2 separate regions of the Capra hircus genome follow, and region 2 is linked to region 1. Evidence: chromatin contacts called from public Hi-C data. All regions are on one chromosome and are shown on one strand. Each heading gives the region's core, a stretch centred on a gene start, on an enhancer-like site or on the middle of the called end of the contact. The rest is flanking DNA. Distances are from core to core; before and after follow the strand shown.

Evidence for each region. Hi-C and Micro-C count contacts between places; a contact is called where the count stands out from the background.
Region 2: a contact with region 1 is called in a Hi-C map of blood, with 2.1 times the contacts expected there. The contact joins the enhancer-like site here to the promoter of NEDD4L in region 1. A contact is called at or near these places in 3 of 5 Hi-C or Micro-C datasets (all in blood).

The regions. Positions count from the first base shown.
Region 1 is chr24:57,360,281-57,367,886 of ARS1.2, forward strand. NEDD4L (E3 ubiquitin-protein ligase NEDD4-like) reads left to right here and starts at 4,992. Exons shown (of 31, transcript XM_018039444.1): 1 at 4,992-5,253. The coding sequence starts at 5,206.
Region 2 is chr24:57,439,675-57,447,280 of ARS1.2, forward strand. The region is part of intron 1 of NEDD4L (E3 ubiquitin-protein ligase NEDD4-like); the gene reads left to right. Among named protein-coding and RNA genes, the nearest start is that of TRNAE-UUC, 63 kb to the left of the region's middle. Within about 2 kb of position 3,312, at least 1 of the 5 cell types and tissues checked has an H3K27ac peak or open chromatin away from gene starts, as enhancers often do.

The DNA.
Region 1 (7,606 bases), core at 3,742-6,241:
GAGTGGTAGGGATGGTAAACTCAGTCACATTAAGAACATTTACCTCCTTCTACATTTCACAGTGGTTTAGAGTCTGCTTCTAATTTATGTTTCACTATCTTGCATGAACGAGGGTAGACATTTTCAGATAAACAGAAACTAAGTTTATCACCGATGAGACTTTTAACTAAAGGAATTTAAAAAGATATCCTTAAAGAAGAAGACAATCTCAGAGGAGTGTCTAAGAAGTGAAAAAAAAAAAAAAAAAACCACAAAATATATTGGTAAAGCTAAAAAAAAATGTATACAAAAATATCTAATGTGGTTTAAAAAATGAACAGAACAAAATTGGACAGTAATACCACGGGAGGAGTTGATGATCAAAAGCAGTGACTTAAACTTTTTGTATTGTTCCGATAGGGGATTAAGATATTAACTTTTGACTTGTCAAGCAAGGTATGTATGTAAGGTGTCCAAGGTAAACAGGAAAAGAACAGAAAGGTAGTGATTAGCATCCCAACTAGGAGAGGGAAACAATACCATAAAAAACAAGTAGCAATAATAGCACAATTCAATAAAGAAGATGCATTAAAATGTAAAAAGAAACAATAAAATGTGGAAACAAATCAAATATTCTAGAAATATTAATCAATGGAAAAAGCAAATAGCTAATATAGCCAGATATAAAGCAGGTATATTGTCAGATTGGAGAAAATTGGAATCATGCTCCTCTATCTCAGAAATTTTATTTTCTTTAGGGTTCAAGAATGAATAACATATAGGTATTCAAAACGTATTTCTTAAAAAGCCTAGCTAATTTGTCGAAAGTTTGAAGCATGGTTTATTATATAATCCTAAACGCCTTAAATCTGTGAGATTCCTCTATACGTCAGTGAACACTGTTAAGTCCCAAGATGACATCGGGTTTTACAGGTACAGGGCCATCTTCAAAATATCTGCTTCATGAGCTTTCTTTTCAAAGAAGACAAAATACCAAAAATTGAAGAGAAAAGAAATCCAGTGTTATTTACATGAAACATGTTGATATGTGACACTATGTGTTATCCAGCTTGGGGAACGTCCCAGACTTGATGGAGATATATATAGCTTGCTAAGTCAACTCAGTAATTTGTAAAGAGGCTTTGCATTAAAATGTTCCCTATTTGTGACTACCCATTGTACCTTGTACTTTAAATTGTTCTTGCTAATTTTTCATTTGTGATGATCCAAGTAAAGAGCATTCACCAAACACCCACAGTATCACATCTAAGATGTTAAAGGCAGCCTCCGAAGGGAACAAAATGGAACAAATCCCAGAGAAGGATCTGCAAGTTTGGTTCTATATAATTGTTGGAAAGTGGAAAATGAAGTCCCTCAGTCGTTTCCGACTCTTTTCAACCCCAAGGACCATAACCTACCACGCTCCTCTGTCCATGGGATTTCTCAGGCAAGAGTACTGGAGTGGGTTGCCATTTCCTTCTCCAGGGGATCTTCCCAACCCAGCGATAGAACCGTAATCTCCCACATTACAGGCAGACGCTTTGCCCTCCTAGCCACCAGGGAAGCCATATAATCTTCGGGTACACGTGAAACCGATTGAAGAAGGCACGACAGTTTCACTTCGGGAGAGACTGTGGACCAATTTCTCTTAAGGTTTGTGCGCTCTGATCTGAACTACCCTCCTGCAAGAAACTGGATGCTAATCTGAGACTTCAGAGAGGTAGGGGGTGGGTAAAACTGCTCCATGATATTAGTCACAAAAAGTACATCTGTTTACATCCACAAAGGATTTAAGTATGTTGTTTTTAAATGTAATTTTCTCTAAACTGAAAAAGAAAAGATCAGGATCATGGAAAACAGGCAAAGAGTATCAGTCTAAGCCAGAGATCTCTGGATGGTGCTATGCCTAAATTAGAATCACCCGGGAGCTTCTAACACTCCTGATGCACAGGTAGTGCCCCTGCATAACTAATCAGAGTGTATAGGGGTGGGAGGTACACACCAGTGGTTTTAGACACGTGCAGCCAAGTTTGGGAATGACTGGCCCGGGCTACCATTCTCAACCTTCAGTTCAGTCGCTCAGTCGTGTCCGACTGTTTTCGACCCCATGGACTGCAGGCCTCCCTGTCCGTCACCAACTCCTGGAGTTTACTCAAACTCATGTCCATTGAGTCAGTGATGCCATCCAACGGTCTCATTCTCAGCCTTACAGGGACATTAGCATCACCTGGAAAGCTCCTGAAACTACCATCGTCTGTGCGCCTACCCTGAACCAGTGAAACTGTAGTCTCTTAGGCCTGCCACTGGGTTCTTGATCATTTTAAAGCTCCTCAGATGATAACAATGTGTATCCAGGGTAGTGAACCACTATATTGGGGGAAAGCTGGTACATAATTACACAGGGGATCGATTTTGTTTTTTTATGGGGTTCTTTTATGACTCAGGGCTTCCCTGATAACGTTGGTAAAGAATCCACCTGCAATCCAGGAGACCCCAGTTCGATTCCTGGGTTGGGAAGATCCGCTGGCAAAGGGAAAGGCGACTCAGTCCAGTATTCTGGCCTGGAGAATTCCACGGACTGTATGGTCCATGGGGTTGCAAAGAGTCGGACGTGACTGAATGACTTTCACTTTATGCCTCAGGGCTATAAAATGAGTCCTAAGTTTCCTGGTAGCCAAAGTGACTAGAAAAACAACACTAGTTGAAATAATTCTTGTCACCATGCGTCCTGCAAAAGCTTACCAGTTCCTTGGAAGAAACCAGGCTTTTCCTCCTAGGTCTGAAATAAATAACTTGTTTGAGTCTTCTTATAGGAAACACTAAATGGTAAAGATCACAATTTTATCAATACCTCTACAGTACATGACGTGAGGCAAGTTTCATATTGTAATTTCTCATAGTATGCCTTAGGGAAAGCCCAGGGCGTGACCCCAGAGTGTAGGCAGGTGCAGACTATTGTGGTGGGGGCGTGGGAGCAGAACCCTGGAGACAGGGCAGGGGGAGGAATCAGGATACACCCCTGGAGTTCCCAGAGGATAGAGCCTCACCTGGAGATAAAGTCCAGAACCATACACTGCCTGCCAGTAAAGAGCCTGCCTACAATTCGGGAGACCTGGGTTCCATACCTGGGTCAGGAAGATCCCCTGGAGAAGGGGATGGCAACCCACTCCAGTATTCTTGTCTGGGAAATCCCATGGACAGAGGAGCCTGATGGGGCACAGTCCACAGGGTTACAAAGCATCGGACACGACCGAGCGACTAACACTACAATACGAGGTGTGGGAAGGGTGTTCCGTGTAATTAGAAATTACAAGTTTCTATTTAAAATTTGAAAAAAGATTACCTTTCCCCTCATATAAAAAACTGTACAAAACTTGACAAAGACCTGGCTAGCGAGGATAAAGGAGCAGTAACTCCTGTAGAAACCACAGGCTTGTTGAAGAGCACATGGGAATTCTTGTGTGGGCCTTTGTGTGTGTGTTTTTGCAAGTCTTTATGAAAAGAAACATAATGTAGATCTGAAAAAGTAAAAAAACTTTGGCCTGGACAGAAGGTACAGAGAATCGTCTTTTTAACTGTTCCTCCATAAATGTGATTTTTTTTTTCTCGGTTGGGCTTCTGTGGCATCTCAGCCCTGTGATTTACTGGCTCACGATGTGGGGAGAAGGCTTCTGAGTAGGGTGTTGACGCCAAGGGGCTTTGTCTGGAAAGAAAATCCAGCGTTCGCACAACTTTAAGCCACAGCCATGTTGTCAGGAGGCAAAGGAAAGCTTCTATTAGGACGGGTGTTTCCCTTCGTTTGAAAGCCAGCTAGATACTTAGAACAGGAGCTGCGGTCGGGCTCGGTTGGGGGGAGGCTTTGGGACCACGTGATTGCTTTCTGAAACAACTGACTTGAATGAAAATCCTAAAGGCACCCTGTGAATACCAAAGAGGGCACTTTGATGTTTTCTTTTCAAAGGCAAATAGCATGTTCTACTTTTGTTTCCTTTCTGAACCCACAACTGTACTTAACAACGAAATGTAAGGACAGGCTTCCTGAAAAAGTCGAGTGACTAATTTCTCTCTTTAATTTAGTCTCTGGCGTTCCTATACATCTGATGGATTAAATGAACTGCTTGCTGGAGAAACAGTAGCCGGGACGTGGGAAGAACCCTACCATGGCTAATACGATGTCTTAATAGCTTGCCTCTGCAGAGGTTAACCTTAAACTTCAGTCTGCGATTTCACGTTGCGGATCACAAAAGAGTGGCCTTTGGCTCAAAAGAGCCACGCTAAAGGTTTTCGAGGGGGTGGGCGTGTACTCAGAGCGGGCGCCGGGTCGGTTTTGTTCCCGGCAAGGTTGACGCAGGCAGTGGCGACTCGCGGCCACGCCGGGGCAGCCTCTCCCCGGCCGCGAGGCCCGGCTCCGGGGCGCCCACAAAGCCGCCAAGTTGGGCTTGCCAGGGTTTGCCAAGAATTTAAAGGTGTCCAGAAACATCCATCTTCTCCCTCCCCCAACCCCCTTTAATAATCACGGCGGGCCCAGGGTTCTTCGTAGAAAGACCTCGGGGAAGAGAAATGGGACTTTCTTGTAGAAAATGTCTCCAGTGCCCCCAAATGCCCAGCACGCCCACTCCCGCAAAGCGGAGAGGAGGGTGGGTCTGCTCCTAGGGCCGAGCGCCCGCGCTCCTCTGAGACCCGCCCCGCGGCCGGGGGCGCCCGTGGCGAGCCGGAGGGGGGCGTGGGGGGGGCGAACCCAGCCAGCCCGGCGGCCCGCCCCCCAGCCCGGCCTGTGATTGGCTTGGGGGGCGCGTGTGCCCGCCCCGGGGAGGCGGGGAGGTCCCCTCCGGGCGCCGGGGCGGGAGGGGGCGGAGGAGAGGGCGGGGAGAGCGGGGACCGGGAGGGACAGGGCGTAGGGGCAGGCGCGCCGGCTTCCCGAGGCTGGAGAGCGGGCTGGGCGAGGGGCGGAGAGCGGCGGGCGCGCGGGAGGAGGGAAGCCCGGGGGCGCCGCGCCGCCGCCGCCGCCCGCTGCACGGCGCGCTCTCGGGAGCGCACGGTCCGCAGCCTTCCGGGAGGAAGCGGCGCAGGCAGCGGCCGAGGCGCGAGCACTCGGGCCCCCTCACCTGCGGCGCCGGGCCGGCCGTCCTCGAAGGCGGCGGCGGAGGAGGGGAGACCCGGCCACCCAGACGCGCCGCAGCCCAGCCGCCCGGGAGCGCCTCTGATCCCGCGCGGGGCGCCGGCTCCATGGCGACCGGGCTCGGGGAGCCGGTCTACGGACTTTCGGAAGAAGAGGTGAGCGGCTCTCCCTTCCCCGCGGGACTCCCCGGGGAGTTCCCTCCCGGCGGCGGCCGGCGGTGGGCACTGGGACGACCCCCTTGGATGCTCATCCCCCCGCCAACCCGCGCGCCTGCAGGGGCACCCCAAAGGCGGGCGCGTCCGGGGGCAGGGGTCCCGGCGGGGTGCTCACAATCTTCCGCCCGGCGTCCCCTCCCCCCGGTGCAGCGCACTGTTGGTAAATAAAGCGGTGCGAGCTGGGGTTCCCTCGGCGCTCCCCGCCTTTGGGTGCGAGGGGGGCGCGTGCGGCTCCGCGCTGCGTCTCCCGGGTCCGTGGGGCAACTTTCCGCCTCTCGCCCCTGCAGCCCTGGAGTCCATGATGGGTGTCGCGTTTGGAGAGACCCGCGCCGCGCGGGGGAGCCCGGGGCCTCGGCGGAAACCTGGATTGTGTCCCCCACTGGAACTTTCTCATGATGGTGTCAGCAAGTGCTCTACTGCGTGTGTGTGTGCTTGTTACGGTGGGAGCGGGTGAAACCTTGTGAGCCGTGCGGGTCCGACCCTCCGTCTTGCACAGTCTGAAGCCGAGAGTGTGCATTTCGGGGTCTTTGGGGTGGGAGGGGGAGATCGCGCATGGTGGCAGGTGCTGCTGGAAACTTGGAGGACGCTTGCAGCCCTGCCATTTCCCGCCGCCCCCCCCCCCCGCCCCCCTCAACCCGAGGATCCAGCCCCTCTGGGGCGGGTGGAAGGAGGAAGCTCCATTGATCTTTTTTATTGATGAAGCCAATTAAGTAAGCCACGCCCCCGAGGCCGTCCGCTTGCCTGCAAAGGGCTTTGTTTTTTACCCTCACTCTCTCCTCGCGAGTTCCCACTCCCCCCTTTTGAGGCGATCCTGCTAACTCACTGCTCAGCCCTCTCGCGACCAGCCAGGCTCGGCCCTTATTGGTGTGTTGCGCTGCCAAAAAGAGGGGTGGGAGGCTGTCGCCGGCGCGGCGTGACGGGCAGGCTGGATGGAGCAGGTAGGAGGGGTTGGCCATCTGGCCGGGTGCGCTCTCAGGTCTGGCTCCCCTTTCGAGAGGTGAATTTACAACCCATGAGGCATTACTCAGCGGGGAGGTATTTCCTATCCTGGTTGTGCATTTCATGAAAAGTTAATGCCTGGAAATTCAAGGATTTCTGGGTTTCTCTTTTTTCCTCTCCTTTCTTTTCTGAGATCCCCTCTTTCTCTGGTGATAGGGGTGGGGTTAATAGAGAGGCTCTTATCCGAGACTCGACAATGTTATGGCTTCTCTCCCGTCAGCTTTCCTATCCTGGTTGTGTGTGTGTGTACGTGTGCGCGCGCGCGCGTTCCGTGTGTAATGGAATAGGTGTCTTAGGGTGGGGAAAGTGTCGGGGGTACGTTTCAACCCCTTACTGCTTTAACGGCGCTTGGTAAAGCTCGCTGTGGTGTTGATTTTATCAAACAGCGATAGCAAAGCAAGTATTGGCATTTCCGATCATTTTGCCATGCTGGACTTTTGTAAAATACCCCCGTTTCCGTGCAGTTAACTGAGGGGAAGGATGAAAAGTACCTTTGTTTCATTTACCCAGGGGGATCTCCTCTCCTCTGGTTTTCTCTTTGAGGAGCTTTCTCTTTCATTCTCTACTTCTCCATTTAATTAGTAGCAATAGAGGGCCGCCAGTGAGCTTTTAGAAAGGTGGAGAGATACACATTCCCAGACAAAGGGGCAGGAAGTATTGTGGGGGATAAAGACCGCTGCCTCTCATCTTAGGTCTTTTTTTTTTTTTTTAATTACATGATTACTCTTAAAATCCTGGAAAAAAAAAATGTTTTCTAAATGAGCATTTTGGGAAATGCAACTGGGTGAGTGAATCACAGGCATGTCGGTGTGGTCTGTGCTTTGTCTGCCTTTCCAGCGAGTGTCAGAATCGACCCAGAGCACATCTTACCACTTTTGTCTAGGTGAGTTAATTCTGGTGACCTTAACTGGTGTCTAGGGTGAAAGTGAAGGACGGAATGTCAACAGAATCGAGGTGTGTGTATGTATGTGTATAGTCTGACTGAGTTCACTCCTTCATGTTGCTGGAGGGGGGTTTGGGGCTGTATGGGGAATAGCAGGAGGTGATGAAGACATTGTATTGATTGATTGAGCGATGGCCAGGTTGCTGGTACTGTTTTGTTCTACACACACTATATTCCAAAAGACAGGTCACAGCCATTTCAGCTTCTCCTACTGGGGGTGGGGAATAAGCGCAAGGTGGTTCTGATGACTTCACGTGTGGGCCGTGTTTGCTTTTTATGGGGGTTTCACGCTGTCATGTCGGCCTTCGGAAGATCGGGTATTGCCTTCGTCGAATATTAACAAGAAATGGT
Region 2 (7,606 bases), core at 2,062-4,561, 78 kb after region 1:
GATCCACTTGCCCAGGACTGCGGTTAGAGAAGGTATAGGTTACAGACCTCTGTTTAAATCCTGACTCTGCTGTTTGCTGGCCATTTGTGTTTCCCCTCCCTCTGTAGGGAAATTCTTGATGAAATAGACCTTCCTTGTGCATGGGGGATACCTTCCAAGAACCCTGTAGACACCTGAAACCATGGGTAATATTAAACCCTGTACAGTTGACCCTTGAACTACACAGGGGTTAGGGGTGGCAAGCCTCTGAACAGTCAGAAATCCATAAGTAATTTATAGTTATCCTTCTCTATCCATGGTTCCTCCATATCTCCGGGTTCAGCCAACCACAGATCATGAAGACCTGGCGAAGTGGAGAGCTGATGACTGAATGCTGAATGCTAAAGGTTTAGCAGAGGACGGAGCACAGAGAGAATCCCCGTGTCTTAGGATCTGGGATGAGAGTTGGCTGTTATTTCAATTCTGCCCGTTATTTGACCAAGTTACTTAATCTCCAGGGGCCTTATTTTCCTTTGGAAAAGAATATAGCTTTAGATGTGATATATTTTAGATCCTTGTTGAACACTGCTGTTTCGGAGTCTCTCTGGTTACTTTACTGCTTCCTAAGGTTTTGTTTAATGTGATAAATTTTGTATCTATATATTATATTGTCACAATTTTAATGCATTTTTAAGTTATACAAAGCATGTGTGAATGTACTGTTGAGAAACACGGCGTATGGACGGAAAAGTGAAAATAAGCCCTTTTTGGGTGCACTTCCTTACTTTGCTAGAGGTGAACTACTGTTGACCAGGTTAGTGAAAAGTCTTTGAGACCTTTTTAAAGATTAATTTTTACTGGAGTATGCTTTCCTGGTGGCTCGGACAGTAAAGAATCCACCTGCAATGCGGGAGACCTGGGTTTGATCCCTGGGTTGGGAAGACCCCCTGGAGGAGGACATAGCAACCCGCGGCAGTATTCTTGCCTGGAGAATCCCCATGGACAGAGGAGCCTGGCGGGCTGTAGTCCTTGGAGTGACACAGTCAGAGATGACTGAAGTGACTCAGCCTAGCACGGTTGCCTTGCAGTGTTCTAAGTTTCTACTTGCCAGCAGACGAATCAGCCATACTTATCCATCTGTGCCTCCCCTTTCGGACTTCATTCCCGTCCGGGCCCCACAGTGCATGCAGAGTTCCCTTGCGGTGCAGTTTGTTGTTACTAGTTATTTATGCATAATATCAATAATATGTATGTGCCCGTCCCAGTCTGTCAGTTCCTGCCACCATTCCCTTTCCCTCTTGGTATTCAGTGGACATGAACTTGGGCAAACTCCAGGAGATGGTAGTGAGGGACAGGGAGGCCTGGCGTGCTGCGGTCTGTGGAGTTGCAAGGAGTTGGCCAGGGACCGACAGCAGCAACCATCCATACCTTTGTTCTTTATGTCTGTCTCTCTGTTTTGCAAATAGGGTCATTAAAACCTTTGAGACCTTTTTCTGTGCATATCTGTACCCATGGCCTCTCTGTATTTTTCTAGTATTCCGTCTTCAAGATTGAAGTAACTGAATTATGAACTGGAGAGAAATGTCAATCAGTCTCTGCCGCTGCTGAGAGCTTGATCCAAGTTAGTGCCTGGGAGTTGCTGAAGTCTTGGGGCTGTGTCGCCCTCTAGTGGTGGCTGACTTTGGTGTCCAGCTGCCGGCCTGCTGTCGGGCTGGAGTGGAGGTGATGGTTCTGTTCCAACAAGCTGGTGACAGCTTGGCTATAGTCAGTCACTGACAAGTGTCGGGAACGTACTTTAGCGAACCGTGGGGCTGCCATCGCCTTTATACCTCTAGCCTGCCCTTCGTGAGAGGCTTGAAACGTGTGGTGACTTTGCAAATGGGGCGTGCTGGGGTACTGCTGAGTTAGGAGGCTACCGTATTTTTCGCCACCAGGTGAGCCACCCATTACAAAGTGGGGCCGCCTGCTACAATATATGCATTGGCTACGCCATTCTTTCCCGTGCCCCCCGCATTCTGAAGATGTTCCATCACCTCTTTGCTGTTGTGAAAACCTGGCTGCCTGTTCCTGCATCTTAAGGAGTGGTTTTCCCTTATTGCCGTTTCCAGCTGACCTCCCTTCCCCTCTTTTGAATTTCAGCTCCTGTTGAAACTTGTACCATCAGCTGTAGCTCTGCGTCCTCCCTCATTCTGTCCTGGTCTCCTGATCACCTCCTCCTCTGACGCCTTCCTCCCCAAGCTCGGTCTCCATCCATCATTGTCTGTCCATCCACCCGGCAACCTGGCCTCTCAGTTCTTGACCTCTCAGCCCCGGTGACCTTTCTGCCTCTCTTTGTATTGACCGTCTTTAGAGCTTGTCTCGATTAACCTCTGGAATCATGATTTAAGACATCCTGCTCTCAGATCTCCATGCCCGTCCTTCCCACGTGAGAGTCTCCCTTCAGAATCCAGAGTTTGGTGGCTCTCTGGACCCCCACCTCCTTTTCATTAGTGGTCACCACACCCCTCTTGCCCTGAGATGGCAGCCTAGACTTAGTGGGTGCCTCCTCAGAACACCCAGACCACTTGGATCGTCTTATTCTGTTGGACTTCCTAAGGAGACCCCAAGCAGCCCTGGTTAAGACTGCCCATTCTGGGTCAAACTCATTTTCCCAAGACAGTGTTAGCTGGATCCGTCATGTTTGTGACCTCACACCTCCGAGGGGCATCTCTCAGGCGTCTCACTGCGTTTTTGGGGCCATTTCTCCAGCTGCAGGAAAACTTTCATAACTTCTGATTAGTCGTCAGTTCTTCCACACCCCCTCCTCTTCTTAGCTGAGGACTCGCTTCTTAAGAGTTCGTTGAGAGAAGGGAGCCAGGCCGTCAGACTTCTTACCCCCAGCTGCGTCTTCTTCCTGCTGCCTTGCTCCCCACAGGGGCTGAAGCCCGGCTGGCTCTTGTCTGAGGCCAGCCCTCCCCCAGCAAGGAATCTTCTGTCACCTTCTCAAGGATGCCTCTCCTGAAGCTCGCTCTTTTTACCCCTGGATGAGTCATTTCTTCCTTTCTTCTGGATTCTTCCAAATGGCATATAAATAGGCCTTGTAATGTTTCTTTTTGAAAATCTTCCTTAAAAATTCTGCGTTCCTCTCCAGCCATTGTCCTCTGTGCTTCACTTGATAGCAGGTAATCCCTTCGAGAATAGACTCTGTTCGCTGCTGTCTACTTCTTTTTCTCCAAGCTTGTCAGTGTGTCTGTTCCTCCAGTGACGAGGGGGACGGGCGACTGTGACCTGGGTGGGACGCCAGCCTTTGCTGCCCGCCTGCAGTGTCCAGGTGCCGCCTGTGGTCTCGCCTGTCTTCCTCCTCCTCCGGCTGCATTTGAAACAGCTCTCTCTGCTCCCGGAAGGCCTCCCAGCTCCTCCGCTGGTCTTTTCTTCCTTTGTGTTATGGATCATTCCTTCCCAGCTGCCCTCTGGTTCCTCCTCTCCTTCCAGGCCTCCAGGCGCCCAGGGTCGCCCCCCGCCCGCTTTTTTTCTTCTGTACTCTGTCCCATGGCGTTTCAAAGCTTTAAGCACACATCAACAAGTGAGTTGATGTGTCTTAAACTGAAGGCAACGGCACCCCACTCCAGTACTCTTGCCTGGAAAATTCCATGGACGGAGGAGCCTGGTGGGCTGCAGTCCATGGGGTCACTGAGGGTCGGACAGGACTGAGTGACTTCACTTTCACTTTTCACTTTCATGCATTGGAGAAGGAAATGGCAACCCACCCCAGTATTCTTGCCTGGAGAATCCCAGGGACGGGGGAGCCTGGTGGGCTGCCGTCTATGGGGTTGCACAGAGTCGGACACGACTGAAGTGACTTAGCAGGAGCAAACTGTATTACCAACCTGCACCCTTTGACTCTGAACTCACACTTCGAGAGCCAGTTTCCCATCTGACAGGTCCACTTGATGGTCCATGGGAATCTCAAATGCAGCCTGGCCAAAGCAAGACTATCGGATTGCCAAAAAAATTCGTCTGGATTTTTCCATCATATCTTATGGAAAAACCCAAACGAACTTATTGGCCAACTCAGTACTTCCCTTCCTAGTCTGCCCCCTCCCCACCCAAAGTCTTGCCTCCCATTGCTTACCCAGTTTTTTAGTTAAAAACCCAGTTTACCATCTTCTTTCATATTCCTCATCCAGTGATAGTAATCACAGAACACCATCAAGGGCTTACGATGTGCCATGCACTGTTCTAATCACTGGACAAAGCGTGTCCACTAGTGGAAGGCTGTTAGGATCCCATTTTGCAGATGACAAAGCTCAGACACAGAGATTAAGTAGCTTGTCCTTAGTTACGCATTTTCTTAGTACTGGAATTAAGATTCAAGCCCAAGCACTGTGACTCAAATCCTGGGCTCCTAAGGTCTCTGGCCTCCGGAGGAGGGGTGCCTGCTGAGCCTGTCTCCAGCCCGGCCTCCCCGCCTCCCTCCCCCACCTCTTGTCTGCAGCCATCTCTCCAAAGGAGAAATGAGATTCCCACCCCTTCCTCATCAAAGTTGGATCCAAAAGCCCAGGCCTGGCTCTCAGCCTCCCGTGATCGGCCCCCGAGCCCACCAGCCCCACCTCTCCGCCCTCTGCCCTGCCCTGGTGCTGCCAAGAAAAGACAATGTGAGCCACGAACGCAAGCCGCATATGTACCCTGCCTTTTCTAGTGGTCCCCTGCAAAGTCTTGTAAACAACAGATGACATGAATTTTAATGTTTTCCTTAATCCATTCTATCAAAAATATTTCAGCGTGGACTCAGTACTCACAAAAAAATTGGGATCTTCTATATACTTTTCTTTTCTGCCTGGTGTTTGGGATGTGGCGGGTGTTTCGCAGTTGGAGCGTGTCTCACTTTGGGCTGGTCCCATTTCAGCAGCTGTGTGGGGGCACCCCCTTGCCCAGGCCTTGTCCCTCCTGCCAGCAGGCAGGGTACGTGAGTTCCGGGCTTGGGAACTTGGCATCTGCTGTTCCTTTTGCTTTGCATGCTCTTCCCCTTCATCTTCACTAATTGCCTCCCTTTAGTCTGGGAAGGTCTATTGCTTGGAGAGGCTGTCCCCCAAATTGCGAGTTTTTCCCCTAAAAAGGAGTCATTCCATCCTTTTCAGGCTTCCATGTAGCAGTTACCCAAGCTGATTAGCCCCTCTTAGGAATCTCATCCCCCTGGGGGCACTCGCTCACCCCACCCCAGCCCCTTAGGGGGCTTCCCACCCACCCAGCCTGTCCACCCTCCCTTGCTGTTGACTGTGAGTTTCTGTCTATCTCCCTTCCTGGGGTGGGGTAATTAGGCCTGGTGACTGTTTTTGCTGCTCCCACTTATGACCTTTTTCTCTGCTCGTCTCCTGATGCCGTTGAGCTTTTTCTCTGATAACACTGTGTATTCTGGCATCCTCTGCCGCTTCCTGGGAATGAGCTGTACCTGCCAGTCAGGAAGCACTAGGCATGTGAGGCTAGGTAAGTAAGATAATTAAAACTAAATGAAAGTTAAAACTTGCGTCTTCGGTTGGCGTTTGGCACGTTTCAGATGCTCAGTAGCTGCATGTGGCAGCTACTGTGTAGGACTTGCCCAGCATCAGAGAAGGCTCATCGGGCGGTGCTGCTTTGATTTCAGATAGTCACGTGGCTGCGTGAGATGGGCTTTCCTGGTGGCTCAGATAGTTGTGCGGGAGACCTGGGTTTGACCCCTGGGTTGGGAAGGTCCCCCGGAGAAGGGAATGGCTACCCACTCCAGTATCCTGGCCTGGAGAATCTCATGGACAGAGAGGAGCCTGGCGAGCTACAGTCCATGGGGTCACAAAGAGTCGGACACGACTGAGCAACTAACGCATAGCAATATGGCTGCACAAAAGTGCCAGATTCTTTGTAGCTTTCTCATCATAATTCATTTATTCAACTTCCTTGGTTGTAGTTGGTTGTAAAATTCTTCTTATCCCAGGAAACTTAACTGAGGGATGGGGGTGGAAGAGGGGGGGAAGAACCCGTACTCTAAAATGGTTTCTATGGGATGAATGGGAATTTGTATGTCCAACTGCCTCTGAATACATAATAAGGACGAGGCTCTGGACAACTGGATAGATTCCATTTTGAGTTAAAGAACTGTAGCTTCCATCATACAAACAGAATGCAACCAACGCCTGTTGCCTTTCCCGCTCGCCCTGGGTCGCCTTTGTCCTGTCCTCTGACTACCTGGCGAATCGGTGCCACAGACCCGGCCTGGCCTTTGCGGGTTTGCAGGTTTCCCCTTTCCAGCCGTGTTTGCTGTTATCACTGTGCAATGCTGGGATTCGGTGAACTAAAAACCTTTCCTGCCTAATGTTCTGTGGTTGAACAGCCCACTGAGATGCCTGGATCGTAAAAACGCAGCCTCTCTCACGGCTGTTGCGGGCAGCGATGTTTTTGTTTTCCTGGCCGAGCCTGGCCTTTGGATTACTGGGCGCTGGTTCTCACTGTACACAGTTAATGATTTCCCACCTACAGTAACCCGCTTGGCCGCGAGCACCCGATACAGTGTGGTTAGTTCCAAGCTATGAAGCGCCTGTCATGCGTGCACAAGATTTTTCTTATTAGAAGAGGGGATCTAGCAGGGGGTAAGATTTTCTGGCATGTTTTCAGAATAGTAAAACGAAGAAACAGATGACCCGGGTGAGATTTAACAAATAGCCTTGTGCCTGATGGCCTTATTGAACACGTATATATTCATGCCATTGGCTCAGTCCAGGTTGCTGATGGAGAATGTCCTGAGAAAGCCGTCTGGACAGGTTACGTGTTTTCTTATGTGGAGTCTAACTGAGAAGTTCATGTCCAGCCTGGGCCTCGTGCGTGTTCAGTTATCCACAGTGAGGGCAGCTGATTTCAGCTGATTCAGAGCTTTCCACATCTGGCCTCCACGTGTATGCCTGTCGCCCTGGAATTGGTTATAGCTCTGTGCTCTAAGATCAGATAAAAGAAGGGCAACACCTAATGGATCCAGCTCATCCTTTTGCTTGGTCATCATCTGCCCATTGTTCTAGAAGCTTTTCAGGCCCATCTCAGTTGGAGGCATTGAGTGTCGGAGTCTTAGGCCCCTTCCGGCTGGGGGGAGAGCGGGCTCGCAGATGTCTCATTAGGCCGTGTTTGTACGTGTCCTTCATAGAACTCCTGGGAGATGTGCCGCAGACAAACCCAAATGTGGATCCCGTGACCCTCGCTGAACCGGATTCATCTCACGCACCCGGGCCTCACCGTGACCTGCTTGGCCGACGGTCAGCAGAACTGCTGATGGCGGAGCCGTGGCCTGATGCTTTTCACCAGGTCACACTCTTTGCACTTGTGTTTCGTGTTATTTCATGTACAGTGGCTTCTTGGACTCTTGGACTGAGGAGTTCTTGGATAGTTCTGGGAAGAGCTACTTAGAATTTTGAACCAGTTTCTCAACAAATTTGATTATATTGTTTGAGATTTTTTTTTTGGTTTTTTTTTTTGATGTATATATTTTTAAAGATTCTTTTTTCTGTGAACCATTAAAAAAAAAAAAACAATTGAATTTGCTACAATACTGCTTCCACTGTATGCCTGTTCTACACCTTGGCCTCTTGGCTCTGAGGCAGGTGGGATGTGAGCCCCCCAGCCAGGGATTGAA